Regions from separate parts of the Mus musculus genome. Here region 2 is linked to region 1. A link is a contact called in public HiChIP or PLAC-seq data. All regions are on one chromosome and are shown on one strand. Each heading gives the region's core, a stretch centred on a gene start, on an enhancer-like site or on the middle of the called end of the contact. The rest is flanking DNA. Distances are from core to core; before and after follow the strand shown. Region 1 overlaps Etv6 (ets variant 6). Region 2 overlaps Etv6 (ets variant 6).

Evidence for each region. HiChIP or PLAC-seq counts read pairs in DNA pulled down with a chosen protein or histone mark.
Region 2: a contact with region 1 is called in an H3K27ac HiChIP or PLAC-seq map of microglia, with 3 times the contacts expected there. The contact joins two enhancer-like sites. A contact is called at or near these places in 4 of 39 promoter capture datasets (the C10 cell line, cranial neural crest, liver and 1 more), 1 of 15 datasets of contacts at CTCF or cohesin (embryonic stem cells), 6 of 484 Hi-C or Micro-C datasets (B cells, the G1E-ER4 cell line, the HL-1 cell line and 3 more), 6 of 115 datasets of contacts at active chromatin or transcription factors (bone marrow-derived macrophages, cardiomyocytes, embryonic stem cells and 2 more) and 3 of 9 other capture datasets (adipose tissue, bone marrow-derived macrophages and liver).

What each region holds. Positions count from the first base shown.
Region 1 is chr6:134,127,304-134,131,948 of GRCm38.p6, reverse strand. All of the region lies in intron 1 of Etv6 (ets variant 6), which reads right to left. Among named protein-coding and RNA genes, the nearest start is that of Gm46978, 19 kb to the right of the region's middle. Within about 2 kb of position 1,913, at least 63 of the 459 cell types and tissues checked have an H3K27ac peak or open chromatin away from gene starts, as enhancers often do. A contact at or near this core is called in microglia, where this site is marked.
Region 2 is chr6:134,226,230-134,231,411 of GRCm38.p6, reverse strand. All of the region lies in intron 3 of Etv6 (ets variant 6), which reads right to left. Among named protein-coding and RNA genes, the nearest start is that of Gm38908, 6.0 kb to the right of the region's middle. Within about 2 kb of position 1,886, at least 5 of the 459 cell types and tissues checked have an H3K27ac peak or open chromatin away from gene starts, as enhancers often do. A contact at or near this core is called in microglia, where this site is marked.

The DNA.
Region 1 (4,645 bases), core at 664-3,163:
ACCCAAATGGTATCTGGTTTTTAGAACTCACTGGCAGGATGCACATCAGTATCTCGGGGAAGACAAATGGGCGTTCCCTCTGGAAAGTAACAAGGGTGGGAACCACATTCTTGGTTTCTGCAGTTTCCTCCCCAAGTCATCCTCATTGATGGCCTGGGCAGCCCTCTCAAGGGAGGGACTAACCACACACACTCAACAGGCAGGGCTCTCCTGGGGAGCCAGGCTCTTCTGTTTCCTCTGGAAGTCTTTGATGATGGATAAAGCAGGTGGTCCAGAGTCAGAAGACAACACACTGTATTTGTCCAATGGACAGAGTTAGGTCAGATAACTTTAAATCTTCCTTTACCCACACCTATTATATTACGTGCAGTGGTGTTATAAAGGAAATAGAAAAGGTACATTGATAATAAGCCCTGCCATCGAGCCTTGCACTAAAGTGCCACTGAGATGCTCCCCTCCCTATCACTAAGAAATATTCTAACGCTCACTGAGTGTAGGCCTGTATTTGTCCTTCTGCATTAAACAACTCTAAGTCCTTGTATGTCTAGAATGGCTCCCATATTTAAATTCTACGGTGGGACCGTGCAGCTCAGTGGTAGAATTTACCTAACATATACAAGGTCCTGGGTTCTAGCCCTAACACTGCAAACAACCATCAGCAACGGCAGCCATATCATTCTACCCATAAAAGCTAAGAACACTTATACATGTCAGAATACAAATACAGCTGGAAAACAGAGATACTTCAAAGATCCAAAAAAAAAAAAAAAAAAACAACAACAACAACAACAACATTAAGGGAGGCCGTGGGCTGTGTGCTTCTTGTGGAGTTGTTCTCGATCCTCAAGAACACTGCCAGGAAGGCCTCCTTATCACCAACCCACAGTAGGGAACCTGATCTGAAGATTGTAAGGCTTAATTGAGCAACTTGTTCCGTCACCAGCTTGGGAGACAGCATAGCTGGTATTGTGGGTACAGGCTGGTCTAACTCCACTCCACTGAACTGCTGCTAACAAAGAGGAACATCAAGAAACTGCATTCAAGAACCACTGGCCAGTCACCAATGGCTTTGTAGCTTAAGCGGAATCCCAAGAGGTAACTTGCCACTGTACGAACTGCAGTGCCCTTGGGATGGCTCCTCCATTTGCCTCTGTCCTCAGCTCTCAGGGAACCCATCCATACCAGCGGCTCATCTGACAGGACTGTCAAAGCCAGGGACCCACTTTCCTAGGCCTGCAATGCATCTCATGAGCACAAAGTAACAGAGTTTGGCTAGAAGAAAGGGAGTAGACAATGTCTGAGAAGTGTGTCCCCATATGGCCTCTTTAGAGGGGCAACCATTAGAATTCATACAGGGGTGTGTGTTTACTTTGCAACAATCAGTAGGACCAGCGAAGCATCTACAGATTGCCTGTGTGTTTAATTGCTTTGCACTGTACAGAAATCTCATCTTGGTTACTGTTGGGTAAAAATATCTTACTCTTTATCCCTAATGTTTTCTCTAACAAGAAACCATTTCTCTTACTCAATCCTTTCCAATTCTTCAAGAACATCAAATCTAAATATGTAGACGAGATTTTTAAAAGTGAGGAGCAGGAAGGGACCCTGCCAACACTCACTTAATACGGCAGGAAGAATCTTATGTCCTAGGGAGGCAAGCATGCCTTCAGAAATCACAGTGGACAGTATCTAGGAAAGGCTCCTTCAAAGGCCTGGGGACAGACACTCCTAAAGTCAGCAAGGCTTTATGCGCTCAGTGGCCTTCTGGCCCTTTACGTGTTACAGATTCTCCAAGACGTCTTCGAGTATCAGAGGAGTGAGTAGAAGAAAGAGTGGTGCATTCCCTGTACATGAGTCAACACTCCACCTCTGCAACAAGTCCTTAGGACAAGGAAAGGTCTGTCCCCGGCTCTCAGTTTCAAGAGTTCAGCATGTGATCAACTGGCCTTGTGGCTATGAGTCTGTGGCAAGGCAGCACATGTTGGCAGAAGAATGTAAAACACTTTACTTTACTGAAGACAGGGAAGCAAACAGAGAGAAAGGGAGGCACCAGTCTATTCCACTATCCCGTTCAAGGGCATGTCACGTATGGTCTGAAGATCTCTCACTCTTCTAATCTCAATCTCTCTCCCTCTCCCCTCCCCATCCCCCTCCCTCTCCAACCCCTCTCTTTTAAAAAAAAAATCATTCATTTTTATTTTATATGAGTGTTCTGCTCCATGTGCATTCCTGATGCCTACAGAGGCCATTGGAGGGCGTTAGATCTCACGGAATTAGCGTCAGAGATGGTTCTGAGTCACCATGTGGGTGCTGAGAATCACACCCAGGTCCTCCAGAAGAGCAGTCAACACTCATAACTGCTGAGGTCCCTCTTCATAGGGCCCCATCTCTTCAAAGGGCCCAATAGTGCCACTCTGGGGTCAAGCCTTTGAAAGATACTTAAACTAAATCAACAGCAACTGTATACTTAGGAGGCGGAGCCTGTAATACAGACCTGACTGAGCACTATGCGGGTAGAAGCCCTGCCAACAGCTCCAGCTTACACGTGTGTGGGATTATTCCCTTGAGAGCAGACTGAGGCTGAGGCAGGAAGGTTTTCTAAAAGAGGCTTCCATACTGGGGGGTGGGGGAGGGCGGCGGCGGCGCTCACATAAATGCTTCACAATTCCAAGATGCTGCTCATACAATATGACACTCTCTGGCAAGTCAAAGCTTGATGACAATAATGTAGGCAAGAGCAGCCCCATCACAACAGAAACCTCTTTTCTACTTACCTAGCAATCAGACTCTATAAAGTTGTAAAACCCGGTGTGTCTAGGAACAGGGTATCAAAGTTAAAACAAAACAAAACAAAGAAACAAACAAAAAATCAGAAAACCAAAACCACACAGCTGAAACCTTACATCCACGTCTTTACTGTTCTGATTTTTAAATATTCTAATTAAGATCCTTTCCACTCCTGAGAGTGGCTTAGCACGAAATTCTTTTTTCTTCTTTGCAACTTTTCTGGATTTCTTGGATATTTCTGACACGGAGAGAAAGCAGCAAGTGAAGCCGGGGTTCTTTAGCTAGCAATGCCAGCGTGTGGTTTCCAGGGAGGACTGTGGAGCCGGCCCAGATCTTCTGATGCACGGATGGCTGGCTCATCTGGCCAGGCCCCGGAATCATGCACAGGCGAGCAAGGTTACAAGCTTCAGACCTGGACAGGAAAATTAAATTCGTGCCATTCCCAGGCCTAGACGGCACACTAGTCCCAGCTAACGATGCTACAATAGCTTGAAGCTGAGGACAGATGAAGCTGGCAGTATTCGCCACAGCTCCTGGAAAACGCCTTAAAGTGTATGAGCTCTCTCCCAGTGGGCCAGCAGCACTGTTCACGGTAGGAAAGGTGAGTGTTTTTACATACACAGACCCTCAAGGGCTACCTCTGGGAAAAAAAACTGTTTCAATGTCTGAGTTTCCCAGAAATACTCCTGAGTTATGGATCCACCATTTGAAGAGGGTCACTAAATTCTTTCTTCCTGGCTAGTTCCAGATGCAGAACAAACAGGTACTTAAGTTAGCAGCAGCCTGTACCCTGGGTACAAGGCTGTAGCCAAGTTCAGCTACCGTATTAGCTGCCTTCTCCTCCATTAATGCTATTCCCTTTAATGGTTTGGCTATTACAATTAGCCAATCGGCGCAGTCCCTGCCTGGGGCTAACAAGTAATGAACTGAGAGAGTTGCTATTTACTTGTATCGGGGGCACCATTAGAGAGCCTTCTCAATTTCTCCCTACAAATGAGAAAAGACCTTCAGGCATGTGCCACTGCCACACTATAGCCCCTGTGCATCATTCACAGGGACCCTGGTGCGGGAGCTGTCCTGGGACTCATGGGACTGAAAACCCAAGGGAAAGCCCAAGGTCAGGCTCGTGCAGACTGCTTAAGCACCCATTCAACTCTGAATCCCACTACCTGCTTTGTGTGGCTTCCTAAACTCTCTCTCTCCTCCTCCTCCTCCTCCTCCTCCTCCTCCTCCTCTTCCTCCTCCTCCTCCCATCCCTTTTTGCTGCTACACAGTACCATTCACAGCCCTGCTCTTTCTCCTTTATATCTTGAAGTCAAACTCACAATGCCAGTAAATTAGTAGCAAAGGCTGAAGGGTAGAGGTGGGGGTGGGATGGGAGTAGGGGTGGGCACCAGCTTAGACCTCTTTAAAAATCCAAAGGGCTTTCAGTCCTGTAATGTCTCCTTATAACACATCCATAGCTTAAGTGGGCCACTTATGCCTCGTAAGAAAGAAAATCAGACAGCAGGTTTATGTTCGACTTCCCAGGTCAGCTACACAAGGGATGGATGGCGTGTATTTTATAGTGTTGTGGTGCTGGCCCAGGATAGGCAGCCCCAAGGAAGCTGGGGTCTTATCTGATTGCCTAATCCCAGCAGGCCACAAGTACTATCAAGGTCAAACTGAAGAACTCCATTGTTCTGCTCCTATCGGTGATTCCACTGCCTCTGCTCGGGCTGAGAAATAAAACTAAATAGAAGACAAAACAAAACAAACCACAACAAAACCTGTAAACTATATCTAGAGAAATGAGTACTAATTAAGTCAGAAAAGATTTACATCTCTGGAAGATGTTTACTACCAAAACAACTTGCAA
Region 2 (5,182 bases), core at 637-3,136, 99 kb before region 1:
ACTTAATTTAACTGTATATTTTGGGCTGTAGCTATTGCTACTTTTTTTCTTCCAAATTGAGCATGAACTGCAGAAACACTTCACAGGAGGTTTCTCCCTGCAAACCCATCTACTACCACTCCCCCACCCCCGTAACAAATCAAGTGCTGTGGTTGGTTACAGACTTCCAAGTACCCACCCTAAGACCCCCTAAGGAACTTTCCCAGCTAGCTGCTGCTCACTCTGTCCCGCTATTTCTGAAGTTTGGTTGCTGGTGGTATAGCTAGCTGCTGCTATTTATGATTAGGATCAAATGAAGACTAGGGCACCAGTCTCTAGGGGGTTTCCTGAAAACTGGACAGGAAGGTCACAGAGGAGTTCTGACCACACTTTTTGGAAATGCTGTGGGAAGGCAGAGCTTGTACCGGAGTGCCAGGATCCAGAGCTGGATAGGGTTTTAGTGCTCCAAACCATAAGCCACCCATCGCTCTGGCTCCGATGTGAAGGGAATGCGGAACCCAAAATACAGTCCCTATTTTAATGATTCACATTTTAATCTCATACAAAAATAAGTCCCTAATCAACACTTTTTTTCTTCGCATTTAGTGTAATGTCTTCCTAACCCTTCCTAATTTACATGGCCATACTGGGTTTGAGCTTGTAGATCTGATCAATGTTTTATTTTGGCATTATGCAGAATAGAAAATGCAAACATTAAAGAAATGTGTTCTTGATGATTACTATTAAAAAAAATAAGGCTGCAATTAGTGTATCCATTTTGGAAGGGGAGGCCAGGAAATGTAAATTTAGTGACTGCGAAGAGTGTTCAGCGCTATTCCCTCAGTGAGGGGCACAGACTGCAGCAGACACTGCCAGCCTAGGGACCAGGTCACCTTGAGCAAGCTCCTGGGTTTCTCTATAAGACGCAGACGGTACCGCCCACCTCTCCCGCTCATCATAGAAGTTCAACGAGGATACTGAAGATCAGCACCCGGGAAAGAGCTGGTGTCCCCACACCTCCTCAGGCCGGAAAGAAGACCTAAAACAAGGGCTAGGAGGAAGAAGCCACTTTCATGTCTGAGTTCTCATTTCTTCAAAAGAAGTTACTTACTGTTACCGTGTGTGCGTGCGCCTGTGCGAGCATGTGCCTGTCACACACAGTGCGGGTGTGGAGGTCAGCGGGTAGGTAACCTTGTAGAGTAGGTTCTGTCCTTGCACCTTCTCCTGGGTCACCAGGCTTGCATGGTCCACACATTTATTTACCTGCAGGGCCATCTTGCTGGCCCCTGGAGTTTTCATTTCTCTGTAGTTGCTGACGCTCTTGGGTATGACAGATACCTCCTTAAACATGTCCTTTGAGGTAATCCGCACAATGAGACCAGCACAGGCTTGCCAGGAAGAGCTCCCCAGCACTGCTTCAGTGGCACCCGCCCTGTTCCGATACCATTCTGACTACTGAGGTCATTTGAGTGGCCCAGGCCACTCAGGTCTTGGGTGGAGAACTGAGGAGGAAAGTCTGGGTTCTTCATTCCCACTTGAGGAAAGGGAAGGTGGTCCATGGCCACTCTGCCTGGGCCCCTCATCCTCCCACACTGAGCTAACCCCAGCACTGCTGGCATGAGCTCTGCCTTCACGATGCTTTAACCTTGCTTCCAGCAGCTGGCAGGGGAAGGGGCTGTGCAGAGAGACCTTCCCACAGAAGAAAGAAGAGGGATGCATGCGCATCAGCAGGCTCTGCCGGCTGCTTACTTGAACCCTATTCCATAAGCAGCAGTTAGATTACCATGCCAATGCCTTTCGTGGTGATGGCTGGGAGCTGTGGGAGCCTGAGTTCTAGCTCTGCCAGGCACACTTAACTTTGACCCTGAGTGTGGGCACAGCTGGATCAGGCCTGGGTCTGCAGCAACCAGGAGCCTGCACAGAGGAAGTGGCTGGCTAAGCACTACGGAAGAGGCAGTGTGCCATACATGCTCTGTGTTTGGACTGTCAATAACGAAGTACCTGTAAGAGCCTGGAGTCTTAGGCCTTAAAGAGAATTCTAGAAATGTCTGAGATTGGCCTAAACTTCTGCTCTCTAGGAGTCCCCTCTCTCCCCTTCCCCTGCCAAGAAAAAGCCTTGGCTGTGTAAGTCCTATGATGGGCAGCCAGCCCTGGCATAAGAAAACCATTTTTCTTGATGATTCTACTTGGTAGAAAGTTGTGTTGAGTTGGAATATGGCCTTCTTGAAATTCCTATACCCTGGTTGTAGTTTCCAGAGTGTTCAAAAACATGTCTTGCCTACAACTTCCTAAATAGGCAAGGGTGGCCCCGCACCTCCCTCCACAGCCACTACTACCCTTTGCTCCTTTAACACTTACATGCTCTGTGGATGGATTCCTTAAATTCTCCAGTGTGTAGACAATCTCATTTACCTTTTCTTAATTAATATTATCGTGTGTGTGTGTGTGTGTGTGTGTGTGTGTGTGTGTGTGCTTGTGGGTTTGCGCCTACAGAAGAGACACAAAGCAAAGCACACATGTGGTATTCAGAGGACAACTTGTGGAAGCCAGTTCTCTCCTCCCTCCACGTGTGTCTGGGATCAAACTCAGAGTGACAGGCTTGGAAGCAAGAGTCTTTACCCACTGAACCATCATGCCAGCGCAGGATATCATATGTAACACTGGCAACTCTCCCTTGAAGAATCTGTGCACACTTGGGTACATCCTGCTTTCTGTGACTTTTCTTTGAGAATCCCACATCCTTGCTCTTGGGCATTGTTTACTTTCTTCCCTGCACCTCTCTTAACCCTTTTGAATAAGCCTAAGCCTGTATTAAAAACCTTCAACTCTGCATCACAGACGTAAAGTTAACAGTAAGGAAGAGATCTTTGGAACGCAGAGGGTATTTACAGTAAGTTCTCCATTCGCCTACTGAAAACAAAGGTTGACCCATAGAACTGTGTGCCCAACTTTGTGAATCTCAGACTCAGGAAAGGAATAACTGGTCACAGCTGGCACTTCTACAGTGGTAGGCAGTGGAACCCAGGTCTCTGCACTCAGAGTCAACAGCTGGTCCAGCTGCCAATGCGCGTGTTTCTATGCAAGGCCCAGATCCATTCGTGCTGCAGATGATTTACTATGAAGCTGGGGGCTTCCCTTATGCTCCTCCCTGGAAGGAGTGCTGGGAACTGAAAATGTCTGTACCCTCCAGTTTTATGCCCTAACACTTTTATATTATCCTGGGTCCACATATACACAGCGAAACTCAAAACAGCTTGAATCCTGTCTTTTGACATGAATTTTGAAAATCTGAATGTCTGCTTGTGTTCCCCTCTTTGTGTGTGTGTGTGGGTTGTCGGGGTGTGTACACCTGACTGCACCAGGTGTCTTCCATCACCTTCGCCTTACCGTCTGGGTCGGGGTCTGTCAGTGAACCGGAAGCTCGCCATTTTGGCTATGCTAGGTGGCTAGTGAATTCTTGGTACATCGCTGTCACCGGCTCGCATTGCTGGGGTTGCAGGCAGATACAGCTATGCTCAACTTTGGAACTGAGTGTTGAAGAGGTGGCAGGTCAGATCTCCAGCTAACACAACACCGGAGCCACTGCGGCCACGCGTCAGACACCAATTTTATTATTTTATTTGGAATTTCCTTTAAAAGCTGGGCCTGCTAATACCCACTACACACCTCCGAAAACCGAGGTAAAGGTTGCAAACTCAAGACCTGCCAGGATAACTCAGCATGACCCTGTCCATGCTGGGGTGGGACTGGTGGGTAGGGGTGGGGATGGAGCTTGGCTCCGGATGCGCTAGGTTAAATCCTCAGTCAGGGATGGGTTGGTTGTTTAAAACAAACAGAAGAGAAAGTGAAAAATGCCAGGCTAACAGTTTCCTGAAGGTGAAGAACCCAGGGATGCTACTTGAAGGGGTCAGGTGCTGAAAATGATTGATCTTACTCTTAGCGAAAGGACTTTGGGCTCTAGAGCAAGGCCAGCCCAATCCGATGCCAGGTTCCTCTCCCATCAGCCTCCTGCGCTAGGGCAAATTACTTCACCCCTTCTGAGTCTTGGTTTAAAACACTATCAGTTCAGCTCGCTTTTGTGCAACATGAGAATAATGCCACAGAGCTGGTGAGACAGAGGGGATGGTACCTAACCCTGGCCTCACAGAATACACACTGGCTGGATGGCCATCTTGTGGGCATGACTTTTATTAACAGACAAGTCATATTTTCTCAGCGTCAATATTTCTGCGTTAAAGCCCCCACACAGTTTCATTAATGTTACTTTTGTGTGTGCAAGTTTCCTTGTCCTTCCACTGACATAATTTCATATAGAAACCTCTAGTTCATAATTGGGTCTCTCTAAAACCCTCCCTTCCGTGCAGTCTCATCTCAAAATCTTTGGGTTTCTATCCTTCAGTATACAAGCAGCTTCAGGGGTTCCTGTACTCCCCCCTCATCCTTCAGTCCTTATCTCCCCCTACCAGGTCAGGACCAGCTCTTTCCTCATCTGTCAGCTAACCACCCCCAGGAGCTGTCAATTCTGTCATCTCTACTCCTTCACTTTGCTTTCTGGTTTTCCCTCTGAAGCCTTCCTTAAACTGCTCTTGCTGAGGTCCCCTCCCTGGTGTTAACTCAAAGGGCAGCCATGGTTCTTAGGGAACAGCGCCACCTTAGCAGCCTATGCTGCCAGGAATCTTAAGTGGCTCCCCTGCCAACTCTGCCCCCACCCTAGGATGCTTCCTGGCTCAGAAGACTACTTCTGTGGCTTTCTTCCTTCTCCAGCCCTTTAATACTGACGTTCCCAGCATCTTCACCAGTTCCTCTTGGAGCACTGCACCTCTTCCCAAGACTCCGCTTGTCGTCAGCCTGATCAGTTCCAGTCACGATGCCTTCTGACTCCCAAAACCGAGACCTCGTGAATGATTTACAGATAAAGTGTCCAACACAGAAATCTTTACAAACCAGAAGGGGTTCCCTAGCTCAGTTATCTAATCAGGTCAGAAACCTGGAGTTAATTCTCCCATCTTCCTTCCCTTTCACCTAACATGGAATCAGCCACCAAGCCTGGGGGCTCTGCCCACTTTACTGTTGGGATTGTCCCTTCTCTCTGTTGGCCCTTCCTTGGTTCTAATCATTTTCATTGTTCCAAGGCTCTAGCCAGACTGCCCGACATCTGTTCCTTGCCCATCCTCTGCTTCTGATCCTAAAGAGGATCTGCAAG